Regions from separate parts of the Sus scrofa genome. Here region 1 is linked to region 2. Evidence: chromatin contacts called from public Hi-C data. All regions are on one chromosome and are shown on one strand. The core of a region is the stretch at or near the end of the contact, and the rest is flanking DNA. Distances in the headings are between cores, read along the strand shown.

Region 1 (4,702 bases), core at 1,178-3,677, 68 kb after region 2:
GAACCTCACTGCACAGTGGCTCAGGCCCCTGTGAAGGTCCTGTTTCTGGTTCAATCCCTGGCCCCTGGCCCAGCGCAATGGCTTAAAAGATCTGGTGCTGTGGCAGCTGCAGCTTGGATTCAATCCCTGGCCCGAAAACTTCCATATGCCACCAGTGCTGCTATAAAAAGAAAAGAAAAAAGAACACAAGGAGGCAGTGGCGAGGGACTGGCCACCTCAGGGACACCGCTGGACTCTAGGGACAAGGGAAACCCTGGCGGGTATGAAAAAGGGATGGAAATTAAGGCTGAGCTTCAAACACAATGACTTTGAGACTCAACAGAGCTTAAGTCATTTAAATGCACTGAATTCCAGTTTGATGAATTGATCTACCTAAAGGGTTGGAGATTCCCCACAAGCTGGGTCTTAGGAGTGTCAGGTTTATACCCAAATGGCCACTAGTTTACACGGGTTGGCAGCAGGTGCCCTCATTTGATCCGACCCTTCGGCCCTTCGGCCCCTGCACCGCCCCCACTACAACACACGAGGTTACAGAGCAAACCGCAGCAAGACCAGGATTCGAGCTGTAAAAAAGTCATCAAATGTGTAAGGAAGCATCTTCCCCACTCCCTGCTAGGCTGGCAGAGCCCTCTGTCTTTACCAAATCTTCCTTATCAGATGAAAGGAAAGCCATGCGGAGTCAGAAAACCTGAGAAAACAAGCCCAACTCACTCGAATGTCTGAACTTTCATTCTGGAGAGAAATTCTGCTTACTGGGGGCAGGGGGCACTCCCAGCTTGGGCATCAAGACAAGCCAGGACCCCCACTTCTTGCCCCGTCCGCAGGGAGCTCTCCTGCTGGGCTTAGGCCCACTGCCTAGGGCACAGTCTTCATTATTTCAGGGTGTCGTCATCCACACACACGGCCACACCCAGCTGCACTGTCCCCTGACTGGCTAAAAAAAGATTTGATAAAACCCAAGGATCAGAATTTAGGCTGCTGTTATTCTGAATACAAGGCAGGTCAGGAGGCGATTAAAGTGGGGGGGGGTGTCGTTTTCTCAGCACCAGGATTAGCTGGCAAGTCAACACGATGGGACAGTGTATTCCTATACCCACCCACCAAATCCCTGGCCGCCTTTACTACCCAAGCCACTTTTCTGGGGCCATCTGGGTGCCTGTCATTGTACTACACGGGGACCCACGGCCTGTAGGAACACAACCCTTTATCAAGAACCCACTGATGTGCATGGCCTTAAAAAGTGAACAGAGGAGTTCCCCTGCAGCTCAGTGGCAACAAACCGACTAATATCCATGAGAACATGGGTTCGATCCCTGGCCTCGCTCAGTGGGTTAAAGATCCTGCGTTGCAGTGAGCTGTGGTGTAGGTTGCAGACGCAGCTTGGATCCTGCATTTCTGTGGCTGTGATGTGGGCCGGCAGCTGCAGCTCCTATTCAACCCCTAGCCTGGGATCCTCCAAGTGCCAAGGGTGCAGCCCTTAAAAAAAAGATTAAAAAAAAAAAAAGTGAACAGAACCCAATCTTCTGTCGCTTGTGTTTTCTGATTCCACGAAGAAACATTTCTCAGCTTAGGCCAGACACCCCTCTGCGGACCTGGTGATTAATGAGAGACGTCAATCTGCAGTTACAGGAAAACTGCAAAGGCCTGACTTGATTGCATTGCCAGGAAGACCTGGGAAGGGGCTTGGGCACTGACTCTTTTAAGAGCACATGGTAATGTGAAGACAGGATGGGGCCCTGGGCTTGGAGCAGGCAGGAGGTCTTCCATGCACAGAGGACCCACGATCACGGTTCCATGCCATCGCAAACACACGTTGGTTGGCCTCCACACTGACCGGAGCTAAACTGTCCCTCACTTAGATTACAGTAAAACTTTAAAACTTAACCTGAGTTTATCCAGACTGGGACTTCATGTGACAGTATCAACCTGGCTTTAGTTACAGAGAAGTTTGTTATGAGATGGTCTCATGTGAAACCTGATCACAGACGTAATGGCGAAGTGTCAGGATGTTTAAGTCAAAAATGCTCAGATACAGGCTATTTCATATTCCGACATCATGCTAATTAGCCCTCCCCCAGCAACCACGTGCCTAGGGAGCGTGCTTGTCAGACACGGCACAACCTATTTTTACTGGATGCAAACCTCACCCTTGCTGTTCCGATCCCCAGACGCGTCATCCCAATTTATAAAATAATTGAATTGTTCTGAATAAGATTTGGCTGATGACACAGGCCGAGGCACCACTCAGCATAACAAGCTTCCTTTTAGGGAAGTTATGAAGGGACAGTAAGCAAGCTGGCATTTGGGCTGTCTCTGCGTTACTGAGAAGTTTCTCAAACATGAGCCCACTCCGCCTCGCTCAGGGGAAGGGGAGGGAGCTAGAGGCAGCCAGAATTGGAATGATGGCATGGGCTTTCCAGATTGAGGACCTGGGCCTCGATGAGTTACGGGGTGGGCCAAAGGGCCGCAGCCACCTGGTACCTAGAGAAAAGATATGTGTGGTTTTCAGAATAGGAAACAGGTCTAGCAAATATACAAATGGGGAGGTGTCTGGCAAACTGAGAAGAAAAGCCTTGGGTGTTCTCTCCATGGATGCTCTGGGCCAGTTTCTATATTCCTGGGTCTTCCCACCGAATACCTACGAGCAGCCCCTGTCCTTCCCTTGACAGACACATATGGATGGAAGGTTCCTGCTGGCCAGGCCCCAGGCTGTGGGGCAAGGTGAGCCAGGTACAGCCCTGCCCATAAGGAATGGGTCAACAGACTAGAGGACTGGTTTATGCCCTGGGGGACCACTGCCCCAGACAGACACAGGCGTCTGTAACATGTGCAGGGAAAAATCTGCCAGTTGACACTTAGTTTTTACTGTGAGGCTGGAGGCCTGGGGACTGGACAATGTCTGCCTTCTCATTCTCACCCTCGTATTCAGCATGAGGGGCACGTGGTTATTTTCCAAGGTGTTGCAGGAGAGAAAAGGGATGAAGAAGATGTTGCCTCTCGATTGATGAGATCAGAGGAATTTTTCTGTCCTGATCCTAGAATCAGACAGCGGACCTGCCTAAAATAAACAGCCGAGCAGCGGCGGAATAGGCAAAGGATATGAACTAGCCAGAGGAAATGGCCTGGCGGAAACAGAACAAGTCAACAGGCATGGGCAGACGGAACAATTTTCTAGCCAGAGACAGAGCTTTAAAAGAAAGAAAGAAAAGAAAGGAAAGAAAGAAAAGAAAGGAAAGAAAGGAAGGAAGGAAGGAAGGAAGAAAGAAAGAAAGAAAGAAAGAAAGAAAGAAAGAAAGAAAGAAAGAAAGAAAGAAAGAAAGAAAGAAAGAAAGAAAGAAAGGAAGAAAGAAAGAAAGAAAGGAAGGAAGAAAGAAAGAAAGAAAAAAAAAAAAGAAAAGAAAAAAGTTCCCATTGTGGCACAGCAGAAACAAATCAGACCAGTGTTTGTGAGGATGCAGGTTCCATCCCTGACCTTGATCACTGGGTTAAGGGTCCGGCATGGCCGTGAGGTTGTAGGTGGCAGACGCGGCTTGGATCCCGTATTGCTGTGGCTGTGGTGTAGGCTGGCAGCTGTAGCTCAGATTCAACCCCTAGTCTGGGAACTTCCATATGCCGCAGGTGCGGCCCTAAAAAGCAAAAAAGCTTCCATGAAAGAAGAGCAGAGAGGTGCCCTTAGAGCCCCCTGAGGTCAGCTGCTACTTGGTGGGCGATGTGAGGGGCACAGCACCAGACAGAGTCCAGGGCCTGAGATGGCAGTGCCACCAGGTGCCTGGGGAGGAGCCGTGTTTGGAGTCAGGGCCTCGGGTGTGGTGTCCAAACCCCAGGCAGGCTATTGGTCTGCACGCCAACTCTCCTGGCCTCAGTGTCTTCATGCAACGTGTGGACCTTCCAGGGAGGCCAACATCAAATTAAGTGAGGGATCAGGTCGGAGAGGTGGCAGAGGATGGCAGGAGGGCCTTAAGGTATAGGACAGCCCGGGTTCAAATCTTGCCCCCACCCCAACATAGCAGTGTAACAAGCAGCAAGTTCCTTTGCCCCCATATGCCTCAGTCACTCCATCCATAAAATGGGGGTAATAACACTATTTCCCTCACACCCACCTTTCTTTTCTTTTCTTTTTTTTCGGTCTTTTTGCCATTTCTTAGGCTGCTCCCTGGGCATATGGATATTCCCAGGCTCGGGGTCGAATAGGAGCTGTAGCCCTACGCCAGAGCCACACCAACAGGGATCTGAGCCATGTCTGCAACCTACACCACAGCTCACAGCAACGCCAGATCCTTAACCCAAACCCACTGAGCAAGGGCAGGGATCCAACCCGCAACCTCATGATTCCTGGTCAGATTCGTTAACCACTGCGCCACGACAGGAACTCCGAAATCCACCCACCTTTCTAAGCACGTCCAACAGTGCTTGGCACACTTGGCCCACTTCAGCCCACACACGAGCCCCGTGCTATGGGGACCGGCACGTGGTAGGTGTTGAGTGGACGAATAAGCAGTCACCACAGCCATTTCCCTTCTCTGGGAGCGTTCAGAGGTGAAAAGAGAGGGTCATGAGGGGGAGAGGGAAAATTACCCAGGTTTTTTTTTTTTTCTTTTCTTTTCTTTTTTTGTGGCTGCACCTGAGGTATGTGGAAGCTCCAGGGCCAGGGATCAAACCAGAGCTGTTGCAGAGACAATGCTGTGTAGTTATGCTGTAGGCC
Region 2 (5,044 bases), core at 436-2,935:
GTTCTCCCCCTCTTCTAAGCTGGGGCAAGTGTGGCGGGGGAAGGGTGTCTGTGCAGATTTGGAATCTCACACAACCTCATCCACGGGCACTGTGACCCACTGTTTCGTTTTAAAGTTATTATTCATAATTTAGGAGAGATGCCTTTTTTTTTTTTTTTTTTGGCTTTTTAGGGCCACACCCTCAGCACCGAAGTTTCCAGGCTAGGAAACTTGAAACTTGAATTGGAGCTACAGCTGCTGGCCTACACCACAGCCACAGCAACATGGGATCCAAGTCGGACTGCGACCTACACCACAGCTCAGGACAACACTAGATCCCCAACCCCCTCACGGAGGCCAGAGGTCAAACCCACATCCTCATGGATCCTAGTCAGGTTCGTTAACCACTGAGCCACGAAGGGAACTCCTAGGAGAGATGCCTTTGATGAATGTTCTTAGAATACAAGTCAGGGCCTAGGACCAGGACGCAAGAGAACCCACATTGTCTTGCTAATTTCATATTGCTATTGTACTGTTCTCTTAGAAAATAATCGTGTTTATTCTACTAACTGATACCTAGTTATGGTAGTGATTGGAGAGCATCTCAATTAAATAAGTAAATCAGTGATTTGACACATATAAAGCTAATATTAAATGGCTGGCTTTGTAGTATTTTTACCCATGCAACATCTTCTAATACTGGTTCTGAAACGCCAGTCTGGGCTTGCAAGCGTAGCACCCAGTGATGGAGTTAAATTTGATTAGCTTTGGATATAAAGCTATAACATGACCTGTGCCCTCCAAAAAGAACATACAGAATCCATTCCCTAGTGGTTGGAGATCAACTAGATACCTGCACAGCTACTGCTGAAAAATCTTACATTTTCATCAAATGAAGAAGAAAGCATCGTAATTAAAATGGCTAATTATATTAACTACCACCAATGAGAGCTGCTTCCCAGGAGGTACACTTATAAGTTATTTATCCAGTTTTATTATTTGCTATGGCTGCATTTTCTCCAGCGAGAGAAAGCTGGAAACTTGAAGACAGGCCGTTGTAATGACGGCAAACCCTCAAATGTCTTTACAACATTTATTTCCTAAGATAAAAATCCAAGTACTCTGAACTTCGGATGCCAAAGCCAAACGTTCTGTTCTTTGTCAGACAAGCCCTCCCTCCAAAGTTTACTTACGACCTGTACAGAATGACAAAAACCCAGTGCCAAAGGCTGCTTACTAATTAATTGGTCTGGAGATGAGGATGGTTTTTAAGCATTGAGAGCTTTGAAAATGCCATCACAGTCAATTCCTCCGGCAACACCTTCTGCTTTTCAAGGTTCAAAGTATTCTGGAGGACTTTCAAAACCCCAAAGCCACAAGAGAACCACCTACACCCCTCCCCCACCCCGCTCCAAACAAAGATTTCAGTTCGTACGTAGTCCCAGTTAACACACGCTTTGACAATGTTCAAAAACCACATGAGAGTAGAAGCCTTACCCTGGTTTCACTTTCGCTGAAGACATCACTGTTTGCCACACAGGCAATCAGGGAGCTAAAACTGTAGTTAAAGTTTCTAAAATGCATCTTGCTTTCTTAAGGTGAAAGCAATAGGCTCCCGGAGACGAGCTCCAAGTGAAGTTCCTTTACAGAGGCTGTGGGTTCTTTCCCCAGCCGGCGCTTATAAAGCATGAGGTCCAGCCCCCCCGGGGAAAAAAAAAAAAAAAAGAAAAAAAAAAGCTCCACTTCCAGAGCATCCTGTTTGGACACCAAATTCCTGAGTCAAGTCCTGCTTGCTCGCGGCAGACAGGGACAGAGTGTAAGTTTCTACTGGAAAGAGGTGACGTCAACACCTTAGTCATTTTCCCTATGCTAATTAACTTTGCTTGGGGAGGATGGAAAAAGAGCGGAGGTTTGCTGTGCAGCTGCTCTATCTACCCCTCTTGCAGCATAGTTTCCATTGGTAGTAATTCCATTCAGCCACTCAGTCACCAGGCTCGGCGGCTGAATGGGACGACCCTTCTTCAGATGGAAAATGTTACAGAAGAAAAGGAGGAAGGTCTTCAGCAGTAAATAGCAATTAGCCTCCAGGGAATTTTTAAGGCTTGGAGAAACCTGGAAACCACCATCTTGGCAAACTGTTTGAGCCCTGTAATTTTCTGAACCCTTCAATCACAGTTTCATATACCGGGGGGATTAGAGAAAACATTTGGAAATCTGTCTTGGTCAATGAACTCTGTTTCTAAAGAAGAAAGTGCAATTCATTTTGAAATAAGGTCTTTTTTGTTTCCTCTTCCAATTGAACTTTATTGGATGAATGTCCCAATTCCCCACTTGTACGCCCCAGTGAGAATGTGGGAAGAGATCCTAAGAGTATCACTGGAAAATCTATGACTGTAATTTGAGAACTAGGACTATGAACCACTTCGATCACTTTCGAACAGCTACTGAATTCAAAGATACCAAAACATTCTAGAGAACCTAGTCTCTGAAACTGAGAAAAGAAACATTAAGAGCTTGTCCTGTTTGAGAGACTCATAGCCTGAACATTTTCTGTTTTGAATAGGAAAAGAATAAATAGAAAGAACGTATGTTACAATTGAAAAGTTACCTTGGCTCGCCTTTTTTCAGGTTAGATGTCTGGTGGCAGGATTGCTGGTTCTTTTATTTTTAATTTTTATTTTTATTTTTATTTTTTTTTTTGTCTCTTGTCTTTTTAGGGCTGCACCTGCGGCACATGGAGGTTCCCAGGCTAGGGGTCTACTTGGAACTGTTGCTACCGGCCTGTGCCAGAGTCACAGCAATGCCAGATCTGAGCCTAGTCTGCAACCTAGAGCACAGGTCATGGCAATGCCAGATCCTTAACCCACTGAGCGAGGCCAGGGATCGAACCCGAAACCTCATGGTTCCTAGTCGGAATCATTTCCGCTGCGCCATGACGGGAGCTCCAGGATGTCAGTTCTTTTAAAAGGCTAAGACTTTCTTCCTCCCAGCTTTTTCTATTATTATTTGTTAAATGAAGTATAGTTGATTTAGAATGTCATGTGAGTTTCAGGTGTACTGCACAGTGATTCAGATACACACATACACATTTTTTACAGATTATTTTTCCTTAAAGGTTGTTACAGAATATTGAGTATACAGTTCCCTGTGCTATACACTAAGTCCTTGTTAGTTATCTATATTATATGCAGTAGTCTGTATATGTTAATCCCATTAAAAAGCTACAACTTTCCCGAGTTCCCGTCTTGGCTCAGTGGTCAACGAATCCGACTAAGAACCATGAAGTTGTGGGTTCGAGCCCTGGCCTTGCTCAGTGGGTTAAGGATCTGGTGTTGCTGTGAGCTATGGTGTAGGTTGCAGACGCGGCTCGGATCTGGCATTGCTGTGGCTCCGATTCGACCCCTAGCCTGGGAACCTCCATGTGACGCAGGAGCTGCCGTAGAAAAGACAAAAAAAAAAAAAAAAAAGCTACAACTTTCTGACCTTCCAAATACTTTGCAAGTTTAGGTCCCATGGCAGTTGGAGTCCCAGGTCCTTTCCCCTCTCCCCAACTTTATGATCACCTAAGCGCAGTCACGCTACTACTAAAAACAGTCACACTACTACTAAAAACACTCTCTAGTCTAGAGGCACACAGGGCCAGCTCTTAAGCTTCCAGAAGTTAAGTGGAATCCTGCCATTCCCCTTTAAAGATTAACTCCAAAGAATCACTGAAGTCAGCCAGTCATAAGAAGAATATATGCAATGGCTCTGAGCAAACCAGAGCATTTATCCCTCCATAAAAGGAAGCTCACCTCCCTGGATGAGAGCGTTGCTTAATCTCTGAGCAAGGTGCCCTGCTGCCAGCTTAGGGTTACGTAAGAGACCAGTTATGGTGTTTGCTTTACCAAATTACCTGTAACTCCCAACCCAAGAGATCTAAAGGCATGTATCCTAAACAAGTCTGGACCGCTGTGAATGAACAGGATGCGATGCCTCAAATGCCAAGAGGAAAGCTTCCTGCTGGGTGATGCTTGGTTCTGGGGACAGTGCGCTTAGATGAGCTGCGATTTCAGGGCAAAGCCTGGAGTGTGCCCTAGGTGGCAGCGGTGTGGGGATGGGAGGCTTTGCGGGTTGGCGGTGGGGGCGGGCACTGAAGGGAAAGGGACTGGCAGAAAGTGCATTCCACTCCCCCAGAGGGGCTGGAAACATCTCAACTCCCTCCGCTCCAACCCTCCTTTGCTGCTTCTGCTGGAGTCCACCTTGGAAATAAGGGTTAAAGGGGGATGAGAGGAGGGAGAAGAGGTGGATTTCACTGTCTCCTCCGCCCTTTCTCCTCCTCCTATGAAAACATATAGCGTGAAGCTCCAGCTCAGTTGTGTGGGCAAGTCTGGAACATTCTATTCATTCAAGATGACACCACTGAACTCACTCAGATGAACAATTGTGGATTCACTGTACAGATGGGGGGGGAAATAAAGGAAGAGCGAGGTATTTGAAGATGGTTCCACTGTCTCTGCTCATAAAAATAAACGATCAATGACAGATCTTTCATCAGGCTGTCCAAAAAGCCTTCCAAAACATGGAATTCCGGACCCGCCTTTGACTTGATGGCCAGCTCCATCCAAATCCTGCTTGGTGAAGGTGAGTGGCTCCAATTCCAGATCAAGGAAAGGGGCTCAGAAGAGTGGCTGACTCTAGGGAGGCTGGATTGGATGCTGGCAGAGAGCACTGGGTCACCAAGTTGAACCCAGGAGGGACAGCACATACGGTCCAATAGCACAGGCCTCCTATGGCGAGAGAGATGGAGTGGATTGGAGCTGTCAAAGTATTGTCACTCTGGGTAGCACAGACCCTTTGCGGTGCTCCACGGCCCCAGCTGGCCAAGGGGACAGACACCTGTCCCTGAACCTAGAGGTACTTCCCCTCATCTGCCAATCAGACATTTATTAGGAATGTCCGCTCTTGGACTGTACGTCTCTTATACATGAACTTGGATGTCCTTCCAAACGTCCTATGGAAAAGACTTTACTTTATAAATAGCAATTTTTCCCACCGAGAATAAAAATGGATCCAAAGCAAGTGT

The links. Hi-C and Micro-C count contacts between places; a contact is called where the count stands out from the background.
Region 1: a contact with region 2 is called in a Hi-C map of retroperitoneal adipose tissue, with 2.7 times the contacts expected there. The contact joins the enhancer-like site here to the promoter of RCAN1 in region 2. A contact is called at or near these places in 4 of 5 promoter capture datasets (fetal liver, fetal skeletal muscle, liver and 1 more), 38 of 47 Hi-C or Micro-C datasets (adipocytes, adipose tissue, alveolar macrophages and 18 more) and 2 of 2 datasets of contacts at active chromatin or transcription factors (alveolar macrophages and skeletal muscle).

What each region holds. Positions count from the first base shown.
Region 1 is chr13:198,181,849-198,186,550 of Sscrofa11.1, forward strand. It overlaps a transcript of RCAN1 not described here. Among named protein-coding and RNA genes, the nearest start is that of CLIC6, 67 kb to the right of the region's middle. Within about 2 kb of position 2,428, at least 2 of the 83 cell types and tissues checked have an H3K27ac peak or open chromatin away from gene starts, as enhancers often do. A contact at or near this core is called in retroperitoneal adipose tissue, where this site is marked.
Region 2 is chr13:198,114,858-198,119,901 of Sscrofa11.1, forward strand. RCAN1 (regulator of calcineurin 1) reads right to left here and starts at 1,686. Exons shown (of 4, transcript NM_001243913.1): 1 at 1,477-1,686. The coding sequence starts at 1,563.